Regions from separate parts of the Oryctolagus cuniculus genome. Here region 1 is linked to region 2. Evidence: chromatin contacts called from public Hi-C data. All regions are on one chromosome and are shown on one strand. Each heading gives the region's core, a stretch centred on a gene start, on an enhancer-like site or on the middle of the called end of the contact. The rest is flanking DNA. Distances are from core to core; before and after follow the strand shown. Region 1 overlaps F11R (F11 receptor). Region 2 holds the start of TSTD1 (thiosulfate sulfurtransferase like domain containing 1).

Region 1 (3,291 bases), core at 530-3,029, 39 kb after region 2:
AATTTGTTTCTAGGTCTTTGATCCCTTGTCAGCCTTTGATACTGGAGAATACAGCTGTCAGGCACAGAATGGATTCGGGACACCGGTGATGTCAAATGCTGTGCGCATGGAAGCTGGTGAGTGAGAGTGTGGTTGGTGCTTGCATTCAGTCCTTGAGTGGCTATGTTATTGGTACCACAGGTAAGCACCCAGGCACCTGACCTCGTGTTGTGTCTCACAGTGGAGCTGAATGTAGGGGGCATTGTGGCTGCTGTCCTGGTCACGCTGATTCTCCTTGGAGTCTTGATCGCAGGCATCTGGTTTGCCTATAGCCGAGGCTACTTTGACAGTGAGTTTGGCTCTCCTTTGTGTTGTCTCCATCCCAGGCATGGGTTCATGGGTGCTCTCCGAGCCCTGACCCTGACACTTTGTCCCTGGATATGGGTGTCTCCCCCCCTCCCCAGGAGCATGGGTCACCTGATCTAGCATGTATCAGATGCCCCGTGCTAGTCCCCTCATTGTGTGTGCCATGCTGTCTTGTACCCTGCTGACACTCAAGATCCCATTTTTTTTTTTTTCTCTTCTAGGAACAAAGAAAGGGTGAGTGACATGTTGTCCTGGGATTGTCGGAGGTGAAAACGTGGATGCATGTGGTTTGCAGCATGGGCCCAGGGGGATGGGCTGGAGAAGGAGACAGCCAGCCTCGGGGGAAGACCTTGGGATTTCTACCCCTGCTTGCTGTGACCCTGGCCTTGTCCTGTCTCCCTCTGTGCACACCTCTCTGCTGAGCACTTCTGTAAAGTTCTTGGTTCTGCCCTCTGAAGTTGGAGGGGAGGGGGTGGCTCTGCACCTGGGGACCTGAGTGTCTCCATCTTCCATCTTCATCTGCAGGACCTCCAGCAAGAAGGTGATCTACAGCCAGCCCACTGCTAGAAGTGACGTGAGTACACTGCCCTGGGGAAGGGGACCTCTGCACACACACGCACACCCCCACACACTCCCAGGGAGTGAGGGGGTTCCCAGCCTGTGTGTGCCTGTGTTTGGGGGATTGTAGGCTAAAGAAAACTAGAGAGAGTTGACTGGATGTTTTCTCTCCCCAGGGCGAATTCAAACAGACCTCGTCATTCCTGGTGTGACCCTGGTCTGGCTCCCGCCTGGTCCTGTGCTTGCCTTACTCCGGTGCTACTAGACTCTAGCCCCTGGTGTCTGTAGTTTTCACAGGCCCTCTACTAGCATCTCAGTTAGGATGTGTTTTTTAATGATGTCAGCTATGTGCCCCTTCTCCCTGTACACACTCTCTCTCAATCCTGCTGCTGCCGAGTGGCCTGGGATTGTAGAAAATTCGTATTCCTCAGCCTATGAGGGGTCAGACAGGAATCCCGGCTGTGCCTATTAACTCCCTTCTACGTAGACAGCCAGAGGGGTGGGGCTTCCTGAAACCCGCCATCGCTACCCAGCTGGGCCGCAGTGGCTTCTGAATCGGTTTCCCTCCCCATGGAGAGCCAGTGCCAGCCATTCTGGAGTGGGGGTCGGAGACTGGAGCGGCTGGAACCGTTGTTTGGTGATGACGTTAAATCTCCTCCATCTCTGGAGCCCACTGTTCTGTCTCCTCACCGGAAGTGCCACGGGGTCCTGTCCTCCGTCTGAACAAAAGCAGACTGGCGCTGTGTCCGTAGGAAAGCCGAAGCACAGTAAACCTTCAGGGGACACGGAGTGGAAAAGATTTAAAACCACAGCTCTGAAGAAAAGCTGGAGCTGGTAGCCCAGACCGTCACCCTTCCCTTGGCTGGAACAACTGGACAGAGCCCTCTGAGACTGTGTGTGTCTGTGGGGCCGTGTGTGGCAGCTGAGCCCGTGTGTGCGTGTGTGTGTGTGTGTGTGTGTGTGTGGTCTTAGCCAAATGCTGAAATTGGATGGATGTTGGGAGGTATCTTAGCTCTTTGGTGAGATTGCGTTTCTGTGCGTTTGTCTTAGCTGGATGTTGGAAATAAAAAGTTGACTTGTCGAAGGTTCTTTTTGTGGGAAGCTGGAGAAAGGAGATCTTTGAGGGTCCCTGAGCTCCTTTGTTCAAACAGGAAAATGCCTTCCCTGCAGCCGGGGGCTGGTTCCCAGGACCCTGTCCTGCCTCGCTTCCTGTTTCCTATCTCAAGGCAGAGCTGCTTCCTGGAGCACGCGTTCCAGAACCCTCTGTGACCAGGCCTTCTGCTCGGCCTGCTCAGCCAGGTGAGAGGAGAGGGTGCCCCCTCCCTCTTCCCGCCCAGCCAGGTGCATTAATGGACTTCTCTAGGGCTGCCGGCAGAGCTGCTTTGGGGCCGAGGCAGGGAGTTCCTCAGATCCTTTGGAGAACTTTAGTGTGAAGTAGTAACTGATGCTTTGTCTACTGGGATGGGGTTCAGGAGAGACTGAAGCCTCCTAAGCAAGGCAAGCCTGGCCATCATTGCTTTCTTCTTCCCATCTAGAACCTTCTCTGCCCCTAAATTTCTGTTTCCCCATCTTCTACAATCCCTCAATCTATTTATTATGTAGCAAGAGAGCAAAGAAAGGGTCCTGTTGACTATCTTTTATTTCTTTCTGTGGCACGTGAATGCCACTTTGTCATGTTCTAGCCCCATATCTGAAAATCCCTAACTCAAAGTTGAGTTTTCTATTATGGATTTAAAAAAAAAAAAAAAAAAAAAAAAAAGAGGGTTAAGGGTCATGTGTGTCCCAGTAACAAAAAATATTTCCAGAGGAAATAAGATCCAATTCACTAAGTAGAGATCGTGGTATGGTTCAGTAAGGATGAGATTTTTAAAGTATGCTTCAGTTGCGTATTGTGGTTGGAAGATGGGGTGGGGAGGAGCAGGTGATTCATGGCTCTGGTAAGCTATGGTTCCTCTCTCAGAGCCACTTGTCAAGAGTATGAGTCAGTTACGGCCAGCCTTGGAATTTACCTCTCCATCTTACGAGAGCCCTTTTGAGTTGGAAAACACCCTGTCTGCTTCATTTTAGAATGTCAAAACTACTTTTTTAATAAATGTTTATTTTTCACATTGAGTTCGTTTAAATCCTGAAGTTCTGTATAAAGAGAACTGGGACTCCCAGAGAGACTTGGATGTCCAAACTTTTCCTGGTAATCATATTATTAAGAGATTAGAGATATGCTTCCTCGCATGCTTCTGATAGTTACTTTTTTTTTTTTTTTTTAAGAGGGAGGGAGAGAGACCGTCCATCTGCTGGTTCACTCCCCGAATGGCTCAACTGCTGGGGCTAGGCCAGGCCAAAGCCAGGAGCCAGGAGCTTTTTCCAGGTCTCCCATAGGGGTGCAGGGAC
Region 2 (3,337 bases), core at 633-3,132:
GTAGTGGCCCACAACATCTTGGGGTGTTTGCCCAAGCACATTAGCATGAAGCTGGATTGGAAGCCAGAGTAGCCTGGCATCAAACCAGCACTCTGATAAGATATGCCAAAGTTGCCAGCGGCAGCTTCACCCGCTGCACCACAGTGCCAGCCCCTCATCTTAGTCCTCGTCCTTACTCCGGCCACCCTGGGTTCTGTTGTCAGGAAGTCAGAGGCCCCCCGGACGACTCGGGATGAGAAACGCAGGGCTCAGCACAACGAAGGTGAGCTGGATCTGAGTGTGAAGCAGGGAGCGGTTGTGTGGGAGTGGGGGCAGCAGGGACATCTGGCGGGCGGGGCTGGGGGAGGGGAGGTTAGGTAGTTTTCACCCTAGGCTGTGGTGAGTTTTCACGGAGTCACTTTGCCCCGCAGTGGAGCGCCGCCGCCGAGACAAGATCAACAATTGGATTGTGCAGCTGTCTAAGATCATCCCAGACTGCTCCATGGAGAGCACCAAGTCTGGCCAGGTCATGGCAAGGCCCTGGTGGTGGGCAGGCCGCCTGAATTCTGTCTCCTGGTATCGTTTCCAGAAATGGTGGAGAGAGGGACACAGCGTGGCAGTGGTCTTCCCTTCCCTCTCTCCGAGGGTCCTGTGCCTCTGGGAGGTGTCACGGTGCCATCCTTAGGGGACAGTGAGGTCCGAAGCGTGAGCATGCTTTTGGACAGGCCAGATGTCTTCAAGGCTAGACCTCATTTGGTCGGCTTTGTCTTGCAGAGTAAAGGTGGAATCCTGTCCAAAGCTTGTGATTACATCCAGGAGCTTCGGCAGAGTAACCACCGGTTGTCTGAGGAGCTGCAGGGGCTCGACCAGCTGCAGCTGGACAACGATGTGCTTCGACAGCAGGTCCGACGCCCCCCGGTCCCCCTCGCAGCCGCAGAGCTGGTTTCAGATTCTTTGTGGCATCATCCGTGGAGAGGGCCTCACCAGGGGACCCTCTGAATGGGTTCGGGGTGGGGGGGGGCTGGCAGTGTTCCCTTTGTTTAATCCGTTCCCCTTACTACCTGTTTCCTGTGTCAGGTGGAAGATCTTAAAAACAAGAACCTGCTGCTGCGGGCTCAGCTGCGGCACCACGGATTGGAAGTCGTCATCAAGAACGACAGCAACTAACCATGGGGATGTGGGGGCTTTGGGCCCGGGAACTGCAGCTAGCCCAGGAGCAACAGGCCAATCCCACGCCCCTTTCCTTCACTGCCCGCTTCCCGGCCTGGGCCTGGGGGGAGTTCAGAAGCCGTGTCTCTGAACTGAGGCCCTGCGCCATGGCAGACCGCAGTGGTGGGAAACACACAGTGTGGACCTGCCCTGACCGCCTTGCCCACCCCCTCGCCATCCAGCTCCCCGGGCCCTTGTGCTCCTCTTGCACAATGCATGTGCTGTCCCCACGCCGGAGACTGGACACATGGAGCCGGGGGGAGGAGGGCCTGCCCTGCGCTTGCCTAGAGTGCCCAGCAGAGGACCTGCTGACCGCGAGCTCTGGTTTGCCACGGGGCTCGGGCGCTTCCATTGGTCCCTTGCCTGGAGCTGAGGTTCAGCTTTGTACCCGGGGGCTCTGAGGAACAGGCTCAAGTAAGAAGTGGGGTTAGGATGCTCAGCAGTGGCTGCTGTCCCACAGAGGAGGCTAGCCAGCAAGCAGTACGGCCTATGCAGAAGTCTCTGGAGCCAGGGAGGACAGCAGGCAAGGCCCACTTAGGGCCTTCCCCTTCGTGGGGTGGTTTTTTTCCTTTTCTTTTTTTTTTTCCCTTTTTTTTTTTTTTTTTAAAGATAAAATTGTTCAGAGCCACAGTTGTCTTTTTCTCCTCCTTTTGTGGGCCCCAGGGCGGAAGGGAGGGCATTCCTGGCTTTTGGACCACGAAGGGCTGGGCCGGGTTTAGGGTGGGATGCTGCTTTTATGCTCATCACCTAGTGCCTCTACCGCTGCCAGACTAATGAGTCGTTTCCTGCCCACGCTGGGGACTCGCTAGGATATCCGGTGGACTGGTGGTAGGCACCACTAACAGGTGCTGCGGGGGCGGAGCGGGAGGCTCTCCCTCCGCTTCCGGTTCCGGTTGGCTCCTGGAGGGAGGGAGAGATGTTACCGGCACCGAGGGGGAGTGCCTTGGCCTTATTCCTGGGATTTGCAATCGCGGCGCGCACCATGGCTGGAGGTACCTGCAGGGTAGACCTGGGACCTCGCCCTGATAAGTGGCTGCGGGCGCGCGTGGAGGCCCCGTGGGTGGAAGTGGGGCAGCGGGGCTGAGGTGCCCCCCCGCCCCGCTCGCCTCAATGGATTGGCCCGCAGCCAGGGGAGGGGGCGCCGCGGCTGCTGTGCCTTGGGAACCCTCTTCCCTGAAGGCGCTCGTGCTCCCTTCCTCAGCACCCACGGTCTCGCTCCCCGAACTCCGATCACTCCTAGCCGCTGGTCGCGCCCGGCTCTTCGATGTGCGATCTCGGGAGGAAGCAGCAGCGGGGACGATCCCGGGGGCGCTCAACATCCCGGGTACAAGATGGAGAAGGGAGGTCCCCGTGTCAGACTAGGACAGCCGGGAAGGGCTCACCGAGGGGTAGGCGCAGCAATCGGGGTCCTGCGTTCCTTTAAGACAGCCCTCAGCCTCCCTAGCGAAGGGCTGGTTGGAGGCGGGTCCTGGCAGCCGAACTGGCCCATCCAGTTTGAGGGGATAGTAGGCAGTGAGGAGGGGGGTGGGCCAGCCTCTTTCTGCCCGCCCCCCCCCCCCTCCCGCGGGGAAGCGGCTCCGGTCAAAGGCTGTTTGGCTGACCCGAGCTAAGCTAAGCGCTGGGCTGCGGCTAGTCCCTTAGATGGGGCGGGGCAGGGTGGTATGGGAACGCTGTAGGTTGTTTTGGGGCCCCCTGGAGATTCGTTCCGCCACTGGGACTCCAGGCCCTGCTTCCGAAGCCCCCAGACTGCGGGCTCGGCATTGTGTCCTCTCCACCCCTGCCAGTGTCCGAGCTGGAAAGCGCCCTGCAGATGGAGCCGGCTGCTTTCCAGGCCAGGTACTCCGCTCAGAAGCCCACGCTGGAGGAGGAGAACCTCGTTTTCTTCTGTCAGATGGGCCGGCGGGGCTCCCAGGCCGCGCAGCTGGCCCGGAAGCTTGGATACACAGGGTATGGGACAGGCCTGCCTTGCTGTGGGGAAGGCCCTGGGGACCGCCTGCTGGGGCTGCCCTTCACCCCCTCCTTGTCTCCACAGGGCACGAAACTACGCTGGGGCCTATAGAGAATGGTTGGAGCAACAGGGTTAGGTTGGAGGTGGCTGCTCTAGCCAGGGCTGGTGAAGGGACTGACCCGCTGAGTTGGGCAGCACATG

The links. Hi-C and Micro-C count contacts between places; a contact is called where the count stands out from the background.
Region 1: a Hi-C map of liver shows a contact between it and region 2, with 5 times the contacts expected there. The contact joins the enhancer-like site here to the promoter of TSTD1 in region 2. A contact is called at or near these places in 3 of 6 Hi-C or Micro-C datasets (ear pinna, liver and an unstated tissue).

What each region holds. Positions count from the first base shown.
Region 1 is chr7:37,796,777-37,800,067 of mOryCun1.1, forward strand. F11R (F11 receptor) reads left to right here. Exons shown (of 10, transcript XM_070077463.1): 6 at 14-116; 7 at 221-328; 8 at 567-579; 9 at 871-919; 10 at 1,080-1,983. The coding sequence ends at 1,115. Among named protein-coding and RNA genes, the nearest start is that of F11R, 25 kb to the left of the region's middle. Within about 2 kb of position 1,780, at least 2 of the 8 cell types and tissues checked have an H3K27ac peak or open chromatin away from gene starts, as enhancers often do.
Region 2 is chr7:37,757,363-37,760,699 of mOryCun1.1, forward strand. It overlaps TSTD1 (thiosulfate sulfurtransferase like domain containing 1), which reads left to right and starts at 1,883. Exons shown (of 4, transcript XM_051858463.2): 1 at 1,883-2,016; 2 at 2,390-2,576; 3 at 2,973-3,135; 4 at 3,221-3,337. The coding sequence starts at 2,453. The coding sequence ends at 3,272. It overlaps USF1 (upstream transcription factor 1), which reads left to right. Exons shown (of 11, transcript NM_001082635.1): 8 at 204-262; 9 at 411-505; 10 at 754-882; 11 at 1,057-1,211. The coding sequence ends at 1,146.